Regions from separate parts of the Muntiacus reevesi genome. Here region 1 is linked to region 2. Evidence: chromatin contacts called from public Hi-C data. All regions are on one chromosome and are shown on one strand. Each heading gives the region's core, a stretch centred on a gene start, on an enhancer-like site or on the middle of the called end of the contact. The rest is flanking DNA. Distances are from core to core; before and after follow the strand shown. Region 1 holds the start of GLCCI1 (glucocorticoid induced 1). Region 2 holds the start of UMAD1 (UBAP1-MVB12-associated (UMA) domain containing 1).

Region 1 (5,836 bases), core at 150-2,649, 360 kb after region 2:
CAAGAGTAGACCAATCTGACCTGCCAGTCATGCTTTTCTTATCTCATGGAAACTAAGGGAGGTTATCTGATGTAGACCCATCAATCAATTGTTCCTGCTTAAGGTTTAAGCAGGAACATTTTGGGGTAAACTTAGGTTCCTGGTAGTCATATAAAATCTTTGTATCCCTTCAGATTAACTGCAGAATAAAAACGAAATTTACCACAGAAATGTATTGCTACATCAAGTCTGGTACTTATTTCTCCCAAGAGGGCATCTACTTCTGGGAAAGACAACAGGGTGCCTGCCCTCCATTAATGTACTTAATTCCTTATTAACTCTTGCAATTCCGAGTTATTATCTTAGAACAAAAGATTTGACTAACTCTTTTCACTCCATAGGTTAACTGTAAAAGTATCCACTCAGTGTTCAATCCAACTTCCACACGTTTCTTCTGATGGCCCGAAGTTCTTTTAATTAGTCTGCTCGCCACAAAACCTCGGATTACTAAAGTTAGAGAGAAAGGGATGGATTCTTCTAAAACATCCCACTATCAGAACAGGTGTACTTGCAAAGTCAAGTTTGTCTGATGTATCCTCTGTCTCATATTGTACAATCGGCCCGGGATGGTGGAGCCCTCGTAACCTGCTTCCTCGGGTGTACGCGTGTCTGTGGGTGTTGGGGCAGGACACGTAGGGACCCACTCTCCCAAGGCAGCCCAATCAAAGTCCCCCTCTCACCTCAAAGGCTGTCAACTCTCACGCCCCTCCTTGCGCGCACAGCCCCCTCCTCCCTCTTGCACCCCTTCATGTCCCGCCTCCAGAGTAGGACACCCACTTTCATTGGCAGTTGCTCCTTTCACTCCTACACTGAAACCAATCACGAGAGCGCTGGTGGAGAAGGACGGAGCCAATGGGAATGCTCGTTGCGGCAGCTGCCGGTCCCGAGCGCCGGGAGGCGGTGCCGGGGGCGGGGTACGGGCTAGGGGGTTAGTTGCCATTTGGAGTGAGGAGCGGGCAGAAGCAGCGGCGGCGGCGTTTGCGGTGGCGCGGCTCCGCGGAGAGTCGGGCACCTCGAGGCCCCTTTCCCCCTACCCGGGTCCCCAGAAGCAGGGGTCCAGGCCCTCTGCAGCTACCGGTCTCTCCCGCGCGTGCAGCCCCGCGAGTCGGCGTGATCCGGCCGGTTGCCCCTCTCCCCTGTCAGCGCGATGCCCGGGGCGGCGGCGGCGGCGGCGGCTTCGGGCTCCTTGCGGCCCCGGCCGTGACCGCCACAGCGAGCCCGGCCGGGCGGTTGGGGCCGTTGGACGTTTGTTTTCGCAGCTTTCCCCTCCCCCCCTCGCCGAGGCGGCGGGGGTGCGCGTTGGGAAGGGGGAGCCGGGAGACTCCTCCCCCTCCCCGATCCCCCCGCCCCTCCCCCTTACACACTCGCACGCACTATCGCGCCGGCTCCCACACGCTCGCGCGCCTCCCGCTCCGCGCCTCGGTGTCGGCCGGCGTCGTCCCGGGCCCGCGGAGCCACCATGTCCACTGCCGCCTCCTCTTCCAGTTCCTCTCAGACCCCTCATCCCCCGCCGCAGAGGATGCGGCGCAGCGCCGCGGGTTCCCCGCCCGCCGCCCCAGCCACCGGCAGCGGGAACGGTGCAGGCGGCGGCGGCGGCGGTGTGGGCTGCGCCCCAGCTGCGGGAGCCGGCCGGCTGCTGCAGCCCATCCGCGCCACGGTGCCCTACCAACTCCTGCGGGGCAGCCAGCACAGTCCCACGCGCCCGCCCGCCGCCGCCGCCGCCGCCTCGCTGGGCAGCCTCCCGGGGCCCGGTGCGGCCCGCGGCCCCAGCCCGCCCAGCCCGACGCCGCCGCCGGCCGCGGCCCCAACCGAGCAGGCGCCGCGGGCCAAGGGCCGCTCGAGACGGTCCCCCGAGAGCCACCGGAGGAGCAACTCACCTGAGCGACGGAGCCCCGGCTCGCCCGTCTGCAGAGGTAGCGAGCCCAACCCTTCCGTCCTCCCGGGCTGCGTCTCCCTTCCCCGACGGTGCCCTCGGTGGAAACTTCAGCCTCTCCGGGCTTCTCTTTGCTAGTGCGTTATCGAAGGTGTGAAAGTGGCTTTGGGAACCTCACCCCCCTGCGGTCGCTGCGGGGCTCGGAGGAGCGGACTGCAGAGCAACTTTTATTTGACCCTTCTGCCGCCCCTTCAGCTTTTATCTACCATCACACGCCTGCCTCGAAAGGTTTTTCAGTTTAAGAGCTGATTAGCTCACTCCTGTGTTTGCTGTTTGTAGTGGGGGAAGGAGGAGCTGGGCGAAACACTTAAAAAAAACACGCGCACCAACTCGGGCAGCAGATAAGGTGGTGGTTGTAATCTCTACAGCCTCTTTGTGCTTTCCTACAAAGTTCCCATAATGTGTCTGTGCCTACCGGGGTAATTTTTTTCTTTTTTGGAGGGGTGGAGGCACTGGTTATGATGTAAGGATATCCTGTTGGGTGTGTAGAGGGGACAGTTTTGGATGTGCAATTGAAGTGTATAGTGTTTGGGGTTTTTTTTTTTTTTTTGGTCTTCTTTTCTCTACTTTATATAGTCATATGCATCCGGGCAATACTCAGTACTGCACTGAGAACAGTTTATGCCCAACTCAAGACTTGCATGGTAAATTTCTAAGGACCTATTTGTGGAGTGTGCTCACTTTTTCCCTTCCATTTGTAAGTACACTTAACAGTTCAGTTGAGCTGTTAAAGGATCTCGAGTTTCTTTTCTGTTAGTTGTCAAAGGCAGTGGAGACCTGGTGGATGCTGTCGGCTTCCCTTAATGTTTTGTGTTTTGGTGTGGTTTGGTTTATCTCTAGGGACATCATAGTGCATGATCTAGTTGAGTCCTGGGGGAGAAGAGGGAGATAAGCCAAAACAGGGATGTAAAGCTCATAAGGGAGAGGGGGTAGTAGCTCATGTGATTAGATGCCGGGTTAGGGATACAGATGCTGCTGCTGCTGCTTCTGCATTGTGGAGAGAACCTATCATACCGGTAACAGTGGAAAAATCTCTGCTTGGGAGGAAAACATTGTGGAGCTCTGTATGGTGTTTTGTAAGGTATGTGGAATTTTTTTAATGGAGTTTTTTCGATGAGGGTCTTAGACCTGGAGAAAGTGATTGTGTTAAGATAGACTGCAGTTTGGGTGTTTTTGTTTTAATATTTCAGACCCGTGATTTGCATGTTGCTAAGGCCCTTGTTTTCAGACCACTTGATGGTGAAGCCAGGGTAGGATGTAGTGCAGTGGTATGTGTACGGGAGCACCAAGAAACACATCCTGTAATCTGTATGCACCAGAAGGAATTTGCTCCCCTACTCCTCCCCCAGGTCAAGCCAGCTGCAGAAGCTGACATCCTCCAGCAAATCCTGAATGAATGAATGAAAACAACGTGATCGCCCTCATAATGACCACAACTGAACACACATCTTTGGCTGTATTTCATAGAAAAGGCCACCATTTTCTAACAGATTAATGCCATATGCGACTCCCTTGCTCATTTTCTAGAACGGTATGAAATGAAAGGTAACAGAATGAAAAGAAGGCGGCAGTTACATACATTTTTGAGTGATTTAGTTTCAACAGTACAGCCATTGGGTTTGGGGTCTTTCTTTTAAGGACTAATATGAGAGTCATAGAATAAACCCTGCAGAAAGATTCTGTCCAGAGGGTTTTGTGGACATAGTAAGAGTAGTTTCAGCAATTGCTGCAATAATATGATGGCCATCTAGTACCTCCTCCCCTTTTGCTGATAACCACTAACATCTTACAATATACAACTTGCTTTTTCTGCATCTTTCAAAGGTCTTAATTGCTTAGGAATTACAAGGTCCATCATCAAGTAGTTATAATAAAATGTGTGGCCAGACTTAACCTGTCCTCTTTGTTGTAGTACGGCACATCTTGAGTTTAATGCAATTTTAACACAATCATGATGAAAACACTTCTCTTAAGTCTGGTTGTGCAGGAGACAGATTTGCATCATCAGAGAGCTTGTACAGGGACCAGAAGAGGCCTTTCTGTTGTTTTTAACATCAAGTGTTTGTCATTTTCTTACATTGAAGTGATTTGGAATGTAGGCTCTTCTGCCCCCAGTTCCCTGATGGTATTACCTTTATGTTACGTCTCCACATCCCGCCTTGCTCCTCTCTACTCAAGTTAAAACTATAGAGCTCATCTTTGCTGTTTACTTTGCTATTTAAAATTCATACTATGAACAGTGGAACAATTTTTTCAAACGATTATCTACTCAGTTTCTTTTGAATTCTGCATGGTTCTGACTTCAGTGGATTTTAGCCTCCACAGGTCAAGGCTCCTCCCGCTGCTGCTGCCGCTGCAGACACTGACATCACTATACTGCATGAATGGAAAACAACAGCATGCTCCCTTTCTTGCTTTCCACCTCCTTCCCTTTCTGCACACTCCTGTGTGTGTGTGTGTGTGTGTGTGTGTGTGTGTGTGTGTGTATTATGTTGCATTTAAAACTACATTTAAAATGTTAAATTAGGTAGCTAGTGGCTCAGGGATAGGTATTTAGTATAGAGGCATATTGTTTACAAAAAGCTTCAAGTGCTATGAGCATTTGGACTAGAGGTGACATAACAGCATTTGGTATTTTTTTTTTTCTGGACTGGTGGTTATGGAAGAAAATACAGAAGCTGTAAACAGTTTTCTTTGTAGTTGTTTTACCAAGAAGTTATGAAACAACATGATTTGTAAACATGTTAGATCATTATTATCTCCCTCTGAAACATTCTTGATTTGCATTTATAGGGTTAAGTCTAGAGTAATAAATAATAATCAGATTATTTCACAAGGCTGAGAAAAAGCTGAATTATGTAAATAGGTACAATTTTAATATGATAGAATTTATAAAGTTTAGCAAGAAGATGTTAATTTTCTTTGTTTTGTAGCAAAGTTTTAGATAATTTAAATGGCTATGATAATAGAAGATACATAAATCTCCAAACACCTTGCTCTCTACAGAGATCATCGAGTTTTATAAATTGAAACTATCTTGTTTGTGCATATGGATCGTATTTTTGTTTGCATTTTTAAAAATTTTATTTTGCATTTTTAAAACTTCAAAGTTTGTTATTTATATTCTTTACTTCTGCCATTAGCAAAATGTCACCCTCCCCCTTGTTTAGTTCTGAAGGGTCTTGAAGTGGTGAATGACAAGCTGCTGAATGCATCCTCAGGCTCCCTGTGATGTGTTTGTAATAGATGTAAAATCATAAAGTATTATGCAAATAGTTGTTTTTTGTAATGGTAATATGTAAGTCTACCTTTGAGATAAATAGAACAACTCAAATGAGAATATAACAGGATGTTAGTGTTAAAATTAATGATCTTAGAAATCATGTGTAACAGTGAAAAGAAAATAGAATTAATTTGCTTCATTCTGAAAACGTCATAAAGCAAAACCTATGGGCTCGAAAACAGAACAAATACAGTTTTACTGTTCAAGGCAGTAAGTAGCAGTTGCACGTTCTTTTGTGGTTTTCTGTAAGGATTGAGCATTGAGATGAATTATAAATTCTAAAAGATATAAAGACAATTGCGTTAGAGCACTCTGGATGTAGAATACCACTTATTTTTAAGGGTACCAAACCTAATAACAAAAACATGGAAGAGCTTATAATTTTATATATTTCCTGCTATGGAAAACAGCATGTGTTAATTCCTGATTTAACATAATAGATTTATTTAGGCCTAATAGTCTAACAGGTTATTAACTCTAGAGTGAAGTTTGCTAAGAATTTTTCATAAGTGTCTTGAGAGCTTTATTGTTTTATATGTTAAGAAGTTATTCTATTTAAAAGATATACACAGCCAACCAAC
Region 2 (6,315 bases), core at 218-2,717:
TGCACACAAAGCAATTTTTTTGAACAGTTTAACTAGTTCACATTGTCTTGTTACTATACCTGATCAAATGATGCCTAAATTCGAATTTTAGATAAACAACAATTACCTTTTCAGTGCAAATGTGTCCCGTTATTTTTATTTGTTAAATCTGGCAACCCAGATTTAGATCTAAGAACAAATTAAGATCTAAGAACAAATTAGAAATAAGAACAAATTAAGGAGGGTTCTTATTATCTAAAAGTGAGATCTACTGGCATCCATGATTTAAACAGTATATATCCCACAGAGGTTATGTTTTTAAAAATTAGACATGAGGAAAGTAAAGAGAAACTGGTTATTAGAACACCTGGGTTCTACTCCCGCGAGACAGTTGCAAAGAGTGCAGTCAGATCTGGTATGCATGCTAGCTTTGCTACTTGCTGTGGCCTTAAGCACTTTTTAACCAGATGCCACTCTTACCCAATTTCCATAACTGTGAAGTCCAAATACACCTATTGCAAGAAGATAATGTGACTGAAATAAACTAGTAAGTAAGCTTTCATATAAAAGTTTTCTCGGCTCCCAAATTCTGAGCCTTTGGGCCTGTTTCTCACCAGTAGGATGAGGGGCTGCGCTCTTAACACTTGGGTAAGATAAACTGGCACTGGATTAGTAACATACAATCAAACAATGTTTTACAGAAAAGCGACTTCAACGATAAAACGCTGTTTGAGAAAAGAGGAAACAGCAGAAAGGAAGGAAACAAGAAAAGTGGACTAGCTGTCAAGGCCGGCTAACAGAAAACGGATGGAGTTTTGTTTATAATTTCCAGTAAAAAACGAGGGCGGGACCCTAGAACCGAACGCCTTCAACTTCGCGATTCCGCGCGCTAAGAGCCAAAAATAGGGCTGCAATGGTCAAAAAGTGTGCAAAAAGTTCCCTTGCGAGAAATAAAGCAAACCGGGGCGCAGAGATGCTATATGACTTTCTCTCTTCCACCCTCCGTTACCTACTCTGGGGAGGCCAGCCCCACGGCCACGGGGTCCCTCCCGCCAAAAAGCCCAGGGCGGTGAGCGCGCGCACCTTCTCCAGCCTCCCTACGAAGCAGACCGGCTGGTCGATGAACTGAGCTAGCATGCTGGCGTTGATGCGCGCCTTGGGCGACTCCATCACGTCAACCATGATTGCAACGCAAGGCGGGCAACCGGCGGGAAACAAGCGGACCACTGAGACTGTGCTCCCCGCCGACGTCTACGGGGCGGATCCCCTCGTCTACGGGGCGGATCCAATCGGCGGAGACCAGCATTCTCGCTCAGCCAATCACACGTGCCGATATCTCGACAGCACTCGCGCAGTCTGGGACGGCGAGGAAGGCAAGGATGCGTCCGGAAGTGGGGATCGGCTGCTTAGTGACGCGCGGCGTCCCGGAAGTCACCCGGGTCCTCTGCTAGGCGCGCGTAGGGGCAGGGCTTGGAAGGGGCGGGGCTTGGAAGGGGCGGGGCTGAGGCTCCCTCCTGAGACCTCAGTCCTTGCTGCGGCTGAACCCCGGAAGCAAGGTGGCGGGCTCCGGTTCCGGTACGACGGGGGGCTGCGGCGCGAGCATCAGGTACCTCTTCTCGCGGGAGTCGCCGCATCCTCACGGTTGCCGTTTCTCCCCACGGACGGATGCGGAGGAGAGAGGCGGGAATCGGTGCCTGTCCCTCCTTGGCGTTTCGGAGCTGCGCCACTAGCTGTCTGCGTTTCCCCAGTTCTCCTGCATGGGAAACGCGGGGTTCTTGCCGAAATCTAGGGAGCCCGTTTCATTTTGACCCTCTCTCTCCTAGAGCTAGGAAGTGGGGTCCCCAGTGATTTTCATCGCCTCCGGGGAGCTCCTGCAGCTCGGTGGCAGAGGGTCGTTGATTTTCTGCCCTAGCTGCGTCACTTTGTAACGTGTTTCACCACCTGTGAGAGGAGGGGCCGCGCGACCCTTTCTGGTCCCGACAGTCTGGCCACACTGGAGGTGCGGGTTTTCTCACCTCACCTCCGTGTCATGAGCGAATTGAAGCGTTTGGGAGTGGGTGAGGGAACGGTCACTGGACTGAGAGGAGATGGATTCAAATGACTCTTGGATCTTAGCAGGTGCTCTTCTTCCCCGGACACGATTTCCCTCTCCGCAGAATGAGGTTAAATAACTTTAATTGCAAGGTCCCAGCTGATTTAACTTTTGTCCCTATGATTTACGGACTCTTTTTTTCTGAATTCCCAGTAATTTTCCCTATTGCTTTTCACACCTCGGGATTCTGCAGGGGAGATCACGTGTGAAAGACAACCTGTTTCCAGGAGATTTGGGGAGGGTGGAATTCTTGACTCTGTTGTTGGCTTGTGTCGCTGTTGATTTTCGAGGCTTTACCCTACAGGATTTGGTACCTGCCTTGTCAGGGATATTCCAGAATGAGTGCTCATAAAATTACTTGCCACGGGTGCTCCAGAAGTTGGAGAATTTTTTTGGGGGGGGGGGGATATTATTATTTTTTAGGAAACCGAATCCATAAATTAGCCTAAAACCATTCGGGTATCTATTTAGGGTCTCCAGTTTAGTCCCACAGTTGCCTTAAGCTAAGAAGATGCTGTTTGAGATGTCACACAGCACTTTAAGATGGAAATCTAATATCTTAATTAAAGGATAGTTTGCCTCTCTGTTTATTTGGGAACTTAGTGTCTATGTACGTGTTCTTCCTTTTTAATGTTGCTGTTACTAAGACAAGTTTAAAAGATTTCTTTAGCAGGAATAGGGTACATGTCAGTTGGTATATAAGAAAGTGGTTATCTTTGGTGCAAGTCGGTAGAGTCTGCAAAGCCTTCACATCTTTTGCACTTCAGTGATGTTTGGAAACCAAGTTGATTGCATTATATAGGGAGGAGTACACATGAATGTCTTTAATAACAATTTTTTTTAAAAAGAGTAGCCACTAATGTGCCAGATCTCAATAGCACTTTTATAGCAGTGAAAAAAAAAAAAACTTTTACCTACCAAGAGCAGTTCTTTTTTAAACAGGGAGATGAACAAGAAGATACTTTCAAATAGCTTTTTGGATATTTTTTCATTCACTTAAAATGTATTGTGTAATACCTCATGCACAGAGAAGAGTATATCCAACTGATATGTATAGTTTCCAGAGAAATGAAATGAATTCAATTGGACCTCTCATTTAGCTAAAGAAATGGAACTTTATCAGTTAGGGGTTGTCACTTCCTCAGTTGAAGTCCTTCTCCCACCCAACTAGAAATAAACACTATCTCGAAATTTGTGTTAAGCACCCTTGTTTTCTATATAGTTTTATCATATATGTAGCTGTTTCTAAACAGTGTGGTACCAATTTATCCTCCTGTCAGGAGTGTAGGAGAATTCCAGTTGATCCACATCATCTCATAGGCCAGAGTAGGTGTTGGGAAATTAGCCATGTAGTCCCTATTCCAAATTCAAAGAAGTGGACACACAAAGATCTGTCTTCATGGACTCAGCTCCCTTTAAAGAGCCTTTCTGGAAGTCCTTCACAACTTGACTTTCTAAGGTTAGAGACTTTTCCTTCTATTCCTAGTTTGATAAGAGTTTTAATCAAGTGATTGTGGAATTTGATCAAATGAATTTTTTTGTGTGTGTTGAGATGATTGAATATATTTTCAGTGTTGAATAACATTTGCATTCCTGGAAGAAATACAACTTGTTTATGATACATTATCTTTTATTCTGTATTCTTGGGTTTGATTTGCTATTATTTTGTTTAAAATGATTTTTGCATTCATGTTCATGAATGAGATTGGCCTGTAGTTTTTCTTTCTTGTGTAGTCTTTGAGAGATTTTGGTATTATTTAATATTAGCGTTACAGTAGTCTCATGAAATGAGTTGTGGAATGTTTTCTGTATTCTCTAGGGTTTTATGTAAAACTGGAGACACCTTTTTTTTGATGTTAGGAAGAACTCACCTGTAAAACATTCTGGGTTTGGTATAGTTATCTTCTATTGTTGTTTAGTTCTTAGGTCTGACTCTCTTGTGACCCCATGGGCTGTAGCCCACCAGGCTTCTCTGTCTACCAGGTTTCCCAGGCAAGAATCCTGGAGAGGGTTGCCATTTCCCCTCCAGGGAATCTTCTGACCCAGGGATCTAACCCACATATTTTAACATTGGCAGGTGAATTCTTTATCATTGAGTCACCAGGGAAGCCCATAATGAACTGTACCTGCCGCCTTGAGCGTATCCCACAAATGTTCCTAAGTAGATTTCAGTAAGTTCCAAGTATTTTCTAGTGTCTTACATACTCTCTGACTCAAGGGTTGTTTTTGTTTCCAAATATATAGATTTAGGGCTTCCTTGGTGGCTCAGTGGTAAAGAATCTGCTTCCAATGAGGGAGACTTGGGTTCCATCCCTGAAGGAGGAAGTGACAACCCACTCCAGTATTCTTGCCTGAAGAATCACATGGACAGAGGAGCCGGGTGGGCTATAGTCCAAAGGGTCTCAAAGAGGTCGATACAGCTGAGCAGCTGAACACACACATAAAGGTTTTACTTATTAAAGTAGTTTTGTTGTTAATTTGTAGTGTAATTGCATTATCCTCAAATGGTATGGTCTGTCTGATACTGTGAAAGTATGAGGCTTGCTTTAAGACTTATGAAGTATATGGACAGCTTTTTGCAAAGGATTCATGCATTCTTGGGAAAAATTTGTGTTTTCCAGTTACTGGATCAAGCTTGTTAATTGCAGTGTTCAGCTCTTTCAACTTTTGTTTGATTAATGTCTCAATTATAGAGATAATTGCATATGGTAGCATTGGCAGTTTCTGCTTGAACTTCTGACAACTTGTGTTATATATTTTTGAAGATGTGTTTTTCAGTACATACAGATGAAGATTATGAAGGAAAATGGTGCAATGAAGTGGTGACAATTTCAAATCATTCTTTTTGCCTTAAAGTTAATTTTGTTGCTAATACTGTTGATACACCGGCTTTCTTTGGGTTAAATTTTCTTTGTTGTGTCTTTTTCTGTCCTATACTTCACCTGAGGGAGGCAAGACTTGAGTGTTCATTTCCTCCTCTCTTTGGTCGCTTATTGGAGAGCTGACCTGGTCAGTCTTAGCTCAAAGGGGAGCAGGTTGATAGCACATTACTGACAAGGCGATTTTTGTAGAAACTAATGTCTGTGGCTGGTGATTTATGTAAGTAAATATTGAAACATCTCCAGTCAATAATATTCAGGTAACAAAAGGCATATTAATGTCTCTGGCGAATAAGTTGATGCCAGCCTGTGGGCTTCAGCAGTTCCTCCCCAACAATATGCTGCTTTAACCAGTAGGCTTCCATTCGGACAGAATTTCCCAAATGTTGGAAGCTGGATTCTTTTCATTTTTTTTTTTTTAATTGTAGTTGTATACTTGATTTACAGTATTGTTAGTTTCAGATGTACAAAGTGACTCAGTTTTATATTGTTTTCAGAATCTTTTCCGTTGTAAGTTACTGCAAGATACTAAATACGGTTCCCTCTGTATGTATGTGCTTGGGCGCTCAGTCATGTCTGACTCTTTGCCGACCCCATGGCGCCTCTGTCCACGGGATTCTCCAGGCAAGAGTACTGGAGTGAGTTGCCATTCCCTCCTCCAGGGGATCTTCCCAACCCAGGGATCAAACCCAGGTCTCCTGCATTGCAGGTGAATTCTTTACTGTCTGAACCACCACAGAAGCCCATAGTTCCCTGTGCTATACAGTAAATCTCTGTTGCATCTGTTAAGCCCATATTTCTAATTTATCCCGGCTCACTCCCTTCTCCCCTTTGTTAACCATAAGTTCATTTTCTGTGCTTGTGAGTCTGTTTCTGTTTTGTATATATAATTTTAGATTATTTTTTAGATTCTACATACGAGTGATGTCATATAGTATTTGTCTTTCTCTGTCTGACTTCACTGAGTGTAATATTCTTTAGATCCATCTGTGTTGCTTCAAGTGGCACTATTTCATTCTTTTTTTTATGACTGAGTGCTAGTCGACCATGAATGTGCATACACACACTACCTCTTTTTAAGCCAGTCATCTGTTTACGGGCCCTTGGGTTGCTTCCATGTCTTTATTATTATAAATAGTGGTGCTATGAACATTGGTGTGCATGTATCTTTTCGAACTAAAGTTTTCATCTTTTCTGGATAGATGCTCAGGAGTGGGATTTCTGGATCTTTTGATAATTTTAATTTGGTTTTTTAAGGACCCTCTGTACTGTTTTTCATAGTGGCTTCACCAGTTTACATTCCCACCAGCCATGTTCTCCACACCCTCCCCAGCATTTTATTTTTTTTGTAGATTTTTTTATAAT

Evidence for each region. Hi-C and Micro-C count contacts between places; a contact is called where the count stands out from the background.
Region 1: a contact with region 2 is called in a Hi-C map of blood, with 3 times the contacts expected there. The contact joins the promoter of GLCCI1 here to the promoter of UMAD1 in region 2. A contact is called at or near these places in 2 of 3 Hi-C or Micro-C datasets (blood and muscle).

What each region holds. Positions count from the first base shown.
Region 1 is chr6:15,303,928-15,309,763 of mMunRee1.1, forward strand. It overlaps GLCCI1 (glucocorticoid induced 1), which reads left to right and starts at 1,400. Exons shown (of 8, transcript XM_065939071.1): 1 at 1,400-1,952. The coding sequence starts at 1,499.
Region 2 is chr6:14,948,854-14,955,168 of mMunRee1.1, forward strand. UMAD1 (UBAP1-MVB12-associated (UMA) domain containing 1) reads left to right here and starts at 1,468. Exons shown (of 6, transcript XM_065939072.1): 1 at 1,468-1,585. RPA3 (replication protein A3) reads right to left here and starts at 1,247. Exons shown (of 4, transcript XM_065939054.1): 1 at 1,063-1,247. The coding sequence starts at 1,161.